3 separate regions of the Mus musculus genome follow, and all the other regions are linked to region 1. The links are chromatin contacts, called in public promoter capture Hi-C maps. All regions are on one chromosome and are shown on one strand. The core of a region is the stretch at or near the end of the contact, and the rest is flanking DNA. Distances in the headings are between cores, read along the strand shown. Region 1 holds the start of Tspan13 (tetraspanin 13). Region 2 holds the start of Dgkb (diacylglycerol kinase, beta). Region 3 holds the start of Meox2 (mesenchyme homeobox 2).

Region 1 (3,110 bases), core at 254-2,753:
GGATTCCCAGGAACTAGCCAGAAAAATATATACACCATCGGTGCCTATGTCAAAGCTTTGCCATCATTTTCAGACACACACCAGAAAAAAAAAAAAAAGGTAAAATGACCCGTGACCTGGTGTCTCTGCTTGTCAACCACAAGCGGCCTCTCTTGTCCATAGATGTAACCTAAGCTGGCCCAGATGGCCTGGCTCTGCTAATGCAGGGAAACTGGGTTTGTTTTCAGGGTGGGTGCTGCAAGCACCAGATGTATTTATAGAAGAGAACAAGTCTCCGATGGAATGAGATGACCGAAAGGAAGTTTCTTCCACGCAGGAGAGGCAGCTTGTGGAAAGGTCTAGATTCCACAGCTTGGTTCCAGTCCAGACTCTCCAACTACCAGTTATGAAAACTTAGTAAAGCCTTTTTTGGTCTTTACCGTTATAAAATTTAGACAACTGCGCTTGCCACAGATAGATAACAAATTGACAAATGAAAAGGCTGGGGTGGTGAAGGTTTTCAATAAACATCACCTCAACTTCCTGCTGTCCAGCCACAATTATGCCTCAAAAAAAAAAAAAATCAAACTGAGTTTTCCATGTTAAAGCTGGAAGGCATATGCTGATACGTAGGGAGGAAAAAATAAATAAAAAAATAAAAACGACTTGGGTGGAGGACTATATACTGAAGGACTTCGCCAAAAATGGAGCTAGAATATTGATAAAGGGGAAGGAAGATGGCATGGGAAAAGCATCAGGCGAATACCTCACGGGCAGAAACATCAACAAAGAGACTTTATGTAAGCACGAAACAAACTTCGGAAGCCACGGATATCCTGTGAACCTGCTCTATGGCCTCCATTCAAAAGGCAGCTTTTAGAGCTGTGCCAGAAGCGCGCCATCCACAGGCCGCCTGGTCCATCCCAGGCCCCACTATCCCGCAAACCTGTCCCCTAAGCCCGGGCTGCTCTCCAGCCTCCGAACCTCCAGATGGGATGGCCAGCCGAAAGCGTGCGGCTAGAGGGATTGAGATGGAAACCTGGGGATGGATGAAAGAATGGGGAGAGTGGGAAGGAACGCGAAAGTGAAGGGCTGCAGAGAGCAGGGCGAGGGGCGAGCGCCACAATGAAGGACGGGCGGAGACTGCGACAAGCAGGCTCGGGGTCCCGGGCGGGGGCTGCAGGCGAAACTGGGGCGTGGGAAGCCCGCAAGGGGCGCGGGATGGGGCGCAGGCGAATACTCAGGCGGGGAGGAGGCCGACGGCCCCCGCAGGTGCCACCGGGCGCGGGCTACTCACGGTATACAGCAGGTTGAGCGCGCACAGGCAGTTCTTGGAGCACGAGAAGCCCCCGCACACCATCGTGGCGCGTGGGCTAGCGGGTGCCTGCGGGTCGAGGCGTCTTCCGCCGGGCTGGGCGAGTAGCTTCTGGATCCTGGCCTCCTGAGCCTGTGGCCCGGGCTAGGCTCGGGGCTCGGGTTCGGGGTTCAGGATCAGGGCTGCAGTGCCGCGCCCGCAGCGGCTCCCACCCGCTCTGCAACCTGCGGCCGCAGCGGATCCGCCGATCGCGCGCCCCGCCCCGCCGCCTCGTCTCGCCCTGCACTCTGATTGGCCACTGCTAGGGAACAAAGGTAGAGATATGCAAATCAATGCGCTCTGGGGTCCGGGAGAGGCGGGGCAGCTCAGCGGAGGAGAAGGAGGAGGAGGAGGAGGGGGCCCCGAGACTGTCTGGAGGGAGCCGGCCTCTGGCTCACGAGACTGTGGCCTCTGTATAATTTCCCCCCTCCCAGGTGAACAGCAGAGGGCGGGGCTCCACGCTGGCAGGAGAAATGACAGCACCTCTCTCCATTCTTGCCCTGTGGGTGACGTGGCACCATTTTGAATGAGATGATAAAACAAATCGAAGCACCTGGCCTCGTTTGAATGAAAGAAAGACGACAAGAATGAAAGATTTACAGAGAACAGGGAAGGGGGCAATGAAAGGAAAAACATCAGTGAAAGACTAAAAAGAGCAAATAAAAACTAATTTCTCTCGACATAGGTAAGAAAGGTAACCTGTAATTGTGACAGATTTCAGATCAAGAGGACTTAATCTACAGGGATTTTTGAAATACTAATAAACCTTATGAATACATATGTGCAAAATAAATCAGGAGTCTTTATTCTTGTAGTGGGATCCTGGGTTTTAGGGGCCTATTTTTGCATAAATACAAGCTAGGAAGCCTTTCGATAACAGATTCAATTAATTTATCATCACTTTTGTTTGCTGCATCTTCATCCTGATTCCTAACCTCTAACTAGATTATTAGAAGTATATCATGCACTATTTGACAGACCCCCTTGCATAGAATAAAGTGTCCTATCAGATGCACCAGTGCGCCTGATGGTTTTAAGGCACTCACTACTGGGTTCCAACTGTTAAGCGGCAGTAAAGGCTTGGTATTTTCTATTTGGTATTTTCTATCAAAAGAAATTCTACCAATAGGTTTTATAAAGAGATTTTTAAGGGCCTTAAGAGTTGGCTCAGCTGTTATGGCACTTATTGCTTTTACAGAGGACCCCAACACCCAAATGGCACTCACAACACCTGTCTCTCCAGTCCTGGGGATCCAGTGCCCTCCTCTGACCTTAGTGGGCATCAAGCATGCACATGGTACACACATGCAGGCAAAACACTCGTAAAATAGTAAAATAGATCTTTTAAAAAGCGATTTTCAAATTTACTGTACATTTTGAGCCTAAAACTTCTCACGGTTAGGTGAATGTATGTCAAAAAACAAAAACAAAACAAAACAAAAAAAAAACCCAAAAAAAACAAACATAAAAATCATTGACTTAAACAAGTTAATTAAATACCTTCTCTTCAAATACTCCAGCCTATTTGTACTTCCTTTAGAACTCACCATGCAAATAAACACTCATGGATTTTACGTCTCTTGCAATCCTTATCAATCTTGTATGTATTCCCAGAAACATTTTTAAAAATTAGTATGGGAAATAACTCTGCACTCCAAACTATACTGCTCTACTTTTCTTTTTAAAATCCAGAATTTTAATACTTACATGGTGGTGCACGTCTTAAATTTCAGTACTCTGGAGGCAGAGGCAAGCAGATCTCTGTGAGTTTCAGGTC
Region 2 (3,110 bases), core at 276-2,775, 1.8 Mb after region 1:
TTAATTAGTCCTTGTTTACCTAAATGCTATGATCACCTTATATAAACAAATAAAGAAATGGTTCTCTTTTCTTCCTTTTGAATTTGTTGTTTTTAGGGTTTGACTTTCTTGTGTTCCTAACTTGTTTAACCATGACTGTATAAGCCCTGTAATTGGTTATAAATATGGTAGACATAAGAAACGCTCAGAGAAAGGCATAGTTACTGTATGTATTACAAATAAAATTGAAGAGAATTAAGGTCATTTTTAGCTCAGAATCTGAAAACTAACAATAATGTGGAAGAGCTGTTCAGTGTGTGTGTGTGTGTGTGTGTGTGTGTGAGAGAGAGAGAGAGAGAGAGAGAGAGAGAGAGAGAGAGAGAGAGAGAACAGGTGTGTGTGTGTGTGAGAGAGAGAAAGAGAGAGAAAGGCAGGGAGGGAGGGAAAAGAGAGAACAGGTGTGTGTGTGTGTGAGGGGGGAGAAAGAGAACTGGTGTGTGTGTGTGTGTGTGTGTGTGTGTGTGTGTGTGTGAGTGTGTCTTATGCTACTCATTACATTCTATTACAGAACTATAACATGGACATAAACTATCGCTAGATCAGATGATGTTCTAACGTGGTGCTGATATGTTGAAATCATACCTCTATGATATTTTGTAGAAAGACTGAGAGCCATTAAAACACACATATCAGTGTAACCTTCACTATAGGAAAGTGAACTTGCACCTTAATTGCCAGCAGGTTTTGCATACATTGGATCATGTAAATTGATGTTATATTTTTATTATCCAATACATTACTTTTATCACATGACTCAAAAACCATCTTTATCTGTGTCCTGATTAGTTATAACTACACACCAGTTTTCTTCTTCATCATCAGTTCATTGCCTTTGTAGTTTATCAGATCCACCATCCAGTCACCTGCTCTAAGTAACCAAGCAGGGATGAAGCAAGAGAGAGCATTAAATGGATGAGGTGAGTGGGCTGCGACTGAGTAGCCAGTTAGAATATAATTTAGTAATAAAGAGAGGGTAGTCCGGCATCAGATTTCTGGTGGAGGGACAAATGTACACTAAGTGATAGGAACTGAAGACAATACAGCTCAAAGTCTCAATAACAGCTACTGATGGCTGCACTGTCTCCCCAACCGCCTGATCATAACTCAGCCAGCAGTTAAACAGCTGGGAAGCCCTGTCTCTCTGTCTTATTTCCCCCTGTGTTCCAAGGGCTATAGTAGCAACAGCAGCCTCAGCAGCCAGGCAGCAGGGCTATAGCTTGCAGCCAAGCAGACCGCCGCCGCCTCATCACCACACACACACACACACACACACACACACACACACACACACACACACACACAATTGCACACACTTCCCGAATCAACGCGTTGTCACACAAATCCTGGACCATGACAGATGAGAGAAGAGCAATAGGCACGGACAACAGGTATTTCCTCTCTGACAAATTCAGTTTCATTCCCAATGCTTATTGGTTTGCATAAGGAAAGAAGCCTAAGCGATACCTAGCCTGTGCGGACTACCAGAGGACTGGAGGTGGCCTCGGCAGGGGAGGGTGAAGTGGGAGGAGTGAGATGTGGGGAAGAGAAGAAGCCAAAATTGACTTTCAGGCTCCGGAAGCCTACAGCTCTCAGCCTCCGCTGTTTTTGAGTTGCAAATGATCTGGGAGTGGTGGGTTGCAGGCAGCCCCTGCCATCGCCTGGAAGAAGACTTCCATCTTTCAGTCACTAGTTCCAACGGGCCGTGTGTTCTGGAAGGGGGTGGCAGCAGGGAGGAGGATGCTCTGAGCAGAGTTCTTGAAGCTTTGCTCTTGGGGGAAGCCGGGCTGTGTGGGAGCCTTCTGACTGAGCTGAGAGCGTGTGAATTGGAAAGGATCCTGAGAGCTGGCTGGTCCCAGTTCATCTCCGGAAAAGCTGTCGCTCTCGCTTCAGAGATGCGCCTAGCCTTCGCCTGCATCACGCTGCAGTAAGTTCAACTCAGCACGGTTGGCAGTTTGAGTGGCCTCTGGGTATGTGGTGCGGGGGAAGGGAAGCCGAGAAGAAATGGCGAGGAAAGTTAGGAAAGCAGAGCTTCAGATTTCCCATGCAAATCTGAAAGCATTTTGTGTCCCTCATTTCTGTGCTAGTTATTGGTCGCCTGCTGTTATCTGCAGCAGAGAACCTAATGTTAGCTAAGTAAGTCTGGGGAAAGTGCTCGATTTATTGTGATTCCAGGCAATGAGACTGGCGAGCGAGTGTGACCTCCTGAAAGTTACGGATGAGAGGGAAGGTGGTTTGTGGGGGCGGATGGTGAGGAATCAAAGAAGCCGGCTTCGATTTTTAAATTCCCCGATTGTCCTAAATTCCATTCTAGATTCATTTCCTATTTGTACATAAACAAACAAACAAAACACGCACGACGTTTCCTTACTTTTATAACATTAAAACTAAAGATGAACTAGATCTATAGCTAGCTGCTTAATGACAGTCTGGGCGACACGGATGATCTGGCTAAACATTCAGGTTGTTCTCTGTGGGTGGGGTGAAGAGCCTCCTAGGTTCTTACTGCTACCATCGTCTCCAGCTCCTAACCAGTATCATCTGAAATACTTATGATTTGAAAGGGACGATTTTACATGAAGATGCCATTGTACTTAGCTACTTAACAGGGCTGTGTTCGCTGGCAGAAGAAAACGAAGGCTAAAGAACTTTCCAAAACAACTCCAGCCAGTTTATTCAAAGTGCAGATAACCAACTCTTTTAAAAATAGGTCAGCATGGGCCAGCCTATTGTAAAGCAAATTAGCGAATAAATAAGGAGTTTGGCAGAACCCTAAAGGTCTTTTCTGAAAGGAAAGTAGAAATAATTAACTTAAAACAGTTGGGATTATCTGACCAGTTTTTCTCTTATGGAAAATCGAACCCCCAACACATTTTCTTTTTTTTTTTTTTAATGACAGGAAAAACACAACAGAAACGAGAAATAAAAGAATATCATAATTAGAAAAGATCTTCCACTTAGTTGAAGGCTTGCTGGAGAAATGACGGTTTCACTGTATTTTATTCCAAGAAATATTATAGTTACAGCGGAAGGTACCTAAAGCAGACTCCAGGACTCCAGAATCTTCCAACAGA
Region 3 (3,110 bases), core at 336-2,835, 1.1 Mb after region 1:
ATGTTAAAGTTTGTTTGGAAGTTCCTTTTCTGGAGAACCTCTTAAAATAAAGGGTAACAGACTGAAGATGGCAGAAGGAGCGGCAGAGAGAAGGGTTCTGCCTTGGGGACATTCCTCCAAAATTCATCAATACCTTTTCCTAATTTAAACCAGATGTCTAGTTCAGGTTGCTGTACTCATTAATCCCATTAGCAATTTCAAAGACTTGGCCATCATCTTCTGGTCACCCAGACAATAAACATATGGCAGTTAACCATAGTGGCACACTCCAAGTCCTGAACACCCTAGGCTACTGCAGACATCCCCTTGGCAGACACTTCCTAGATAGGAACAGGCTTTCCTGCAGCCCACTCTCCCAAGCTTGTTGTGGGTTAAGGACAGGACTTCCAGTAGATTCTGTGGCCGCCCAAGCTAATTGCTGTGTCAACCCCAGCCCCTGCTCTCACAAATTCACTGGTGGCAAGGTGTGCAGTTAGTTCATTTCCAGGAGCACAGGCTGTAAACCTGGGGGAAATGAACCATGATAGCAGGGTCCACGCTGAGGGAATGTTAAGTTTGCTATCTGCTTAAAACAGAAAGGTGGTGAGGAATGGAATGTATGCAAGGAGCATTAGCTCTGTGAGCTAAAGAGAGATTTCATTTCTCAAAGGATGGGAGCGGGCTGTGAATTGGCTCCTGCAGGGTTAAGCTAGCTAGGAAGGGTGAAGCTGGGAGCAAGTTAGACTTGCTCATTTGACATTTTTTCGGGTTATTCTTGACCCCCCCCCTCCCAATTTCCTCGGTGAGCAAATGGTGAGAAAATTTCGCGAACTGGACTGGTAAAGAGAAGTAGGGGTGGGAAGAGGGTCAGAAAAAGAAGGAAGGGGGACACCACTTGGAGCAACACTTGTGTGTCGCCAAGGCGCCAGAGCCTACATCCACCTCTGTGTCGCGCACACCCCATTGTATATCTGTCCTTTCTGCACTCAGAGTAGCACTGTGCTAGCCTTGGTGCACAGCTCTACAACCTCCGCCCTGGCTCTAGGTTTTCTAACAATCTATTCTCAGATACCTAAAAGAGAATAAACCTAATGTGTTTACGCTGGAACCGTGAGTGGCCTCTGAGTTTGAAAAGCTCGACAGACTAGGCTCTTCTTCTCTTGAAAGTTCTCTTGAAAGTTCTCTGTGGTCTGCAAAGTCAGGGAGTAGTCAGGGAGCTCCTGCAGGTGACCCCAACCCCCACCAAGGCTGAGAGATCTAGGTTCCAAGAGCAGTGAGCTACTCAGAGACACTGTGTGCTGGCTTAGGGAAGCTGAGTGCCTCTGCGTCTGGCCATGGGAACCTATGGGACAGATTGCGGTGGCCCGGAGCGACTGAGGCTCTGGGAGCACCACTAGCTGTGGTGGAAGCTCCCAGGGCCCGACGGGCGGGCGTTGGGCAGCGGCTCCTGTCCTGCCAGCAATGGGAACTGGAAATGAGAGAGCACGGTGGCGCTGACTGAGCGGGAGTTTTGGAGGGAGTTTGCATGTGGTCAGCGCTGGGCTCCTAAGCCAGCCCCCAGCTCACATTACACTCTATTTATAACCTCTCAGAGCCATTTCCCCCTGAAAGCAGTTCTCTGGGACCACCTTCTTTTGGCTTCCACCTCTCCCACACTTGACATCTGAGCAGCTGCGAAGGAAGCTCCTCCAGGTCCTAGTGTTTATACGTGCAGGAGACTGGCCGCTAAGGCTCAGGACTGGGATTAGCCGGCTCTGCTCAAATGCAAACGCGCGCGGCTTTTACTTTTGGAGTGAGTGGGGGAAAGTCTTAGGATTTCCAGTGAAAAGTGACAGCGCTTGGTGGACATTCGGACCGTCCGTGAAGTCTTCTGCTTGGAAGCCGAAACTTGCATGCCATGGAACACCCCCTCTTTGGCTGCCTGCGCAGCCCCCACGCCACAGCGCAAGGCTTGCACCCCTTCTCCCAGTCTTCTCTGGCCCTCCATGGAAGATCTGACCACATGTCCTACCCCGAACTCTCCACATCTTCCTCGTCTTGCATAATCGCGGGATACCCCAACGAGGAGGGCATGTTTGCCAGCCAGCATCACAGGGGGCACCACCACCACCACCACCATCACCATCACCACCACCAGCAGCAGCAGCACCAGGCTCTGCAAAGCAACTGGCACCTCCCGCAGATGTCCTCTCCACCAAGCGCGGCCCGGCACAGCCTGTGCCTGCAGCCTGATTCGGGAGGGCCCCCGGAGCTGGGAAGCAGCCCTCCGGTCCTGTGTTCCAACTCATCTAGCCTGGGCTCCAGCACCCCTACCGGGGCCGCGTGCGCACCAGGGGATTATGGCCGTCAAGCGCTGTCACCCGCAGACGTAGAGAAGAGAAGTGGCAGCAAAAGGAAAAGCGACAGCTCAGGTGAGTGCGGGCAAAGCAACCCTGGGGAGAGTGCGCTCTGGGCTAGGAAGATGCGGGGAGGTGTGGGATGTTTCTCATAGAAAGACAAACTGTGAAGCTGCTAGCCTTTCCTCGCTCTGGTGGGCGAGTTCATCCATGGAGCGTCCGTCCTGTAATTCAGGAGCACGTGTTTCACTGAAGTTAATATATCTACATCCAGCCGTTCAAAGCCCTCCAAGATCGCAAATCAGTTTTCCAGAAGTGGTGAAGAAAGAGCAAGTGACACTATGCAAAATCGGTTAAGGGAGCGTGGCGGGTCCCTCCACGGGTTGGGAGGGGTGTGCCCATTGGGATGCTGCATCCGCTGGGCATGCATGCCTGCGTGCGTGTGTGCGTGCATGCGGGTTTCCTTGACTTTTCCCTTCCAATTCCCAACTCTGAACAACTCGACTTTTCCTATCCTTAACTGGGTTTCCAAATTATTGCGCAATGCCTTGAACTTTAACTGGATTTGACCAAATACGAGAAAAAGAAAAGGAAAGAAAAGAAAAGAAAAGAAAAGAAAAGAAGAGGAGGAAAAGAAAAAAGGAAGAAAACGGAAAAGGAAAGAAAAAGATAAGGAAAAATTAAAGAAAGAAAAAGAACAGAAACCTAAAACTTTTTTTTTAATATTTTTGCTTTCAGAGTTCCTTAAATAGCACCTTTCTTAAAATGATATTTAAAAAACAAACAACCCCTCCC

Evidence for each region. Promoter capture Hi-C pulls out the DNA fragments that hold promoters and counts their contacts.
Region 2: a promoter capture Hi-C map of hippocampal neurons shows a contact between it and region 1, with 3 times the contacts expected there. The contact joins the promoter of Dgkb here to the promoter of Tspan13 in region 1. A contact is called at or near these places in 2 of 39 promoter capture datasets (cranial neural crest and hippocampal neurons) and 1 of 115 datasets of contacts at active chromatin or transcription factors (astrocytes).
Region 3: a promoter capture Hi-C map of cranial neural crest shows a contact between it and region 1. The contact joins the promoter of Meox2 here to the promoter of Tspan13 in region 1. A contact is called at or near these places in 1 of 39 promoter capture datasets (cranial neural crest) and 1 of 115 datasets of contacts at active chromatin or transcription factors (cardiomyocytes).

The regions. Positions count from the first base shown.
Region 1 is chr12:36,040,975-36,044,084 of GRCm38.p6, forward strand. Tspan13 (tetraspanin 13) reads right to left here and starts at 1,504. Exons shown (of 6, transcript NM_025359.3): 1 at 1,277-1,504. The coding sequence starts at 1,339.
Region 2 is chr12:37,878,992-37,882,101 of GRCm38.p6, forward strand. It overlaps Dgkb (diacylglycerol kinase, beta), which reads left to right and starts at 1,526. Exons shown (of 26, transcript NM_001361686.1): 1 at 1,526-1,963.
Region 3 is chr12:37,106,955-37,110,064 of GRCm38.p6, forward strand. Meox2 (mesenchyme homeobox 2) reads left to right here and starts at 1,586. Exons shown (of 3, transcript NM_008584.4): 1 at 1,586-2,390. The coding sequence starts at 1,877.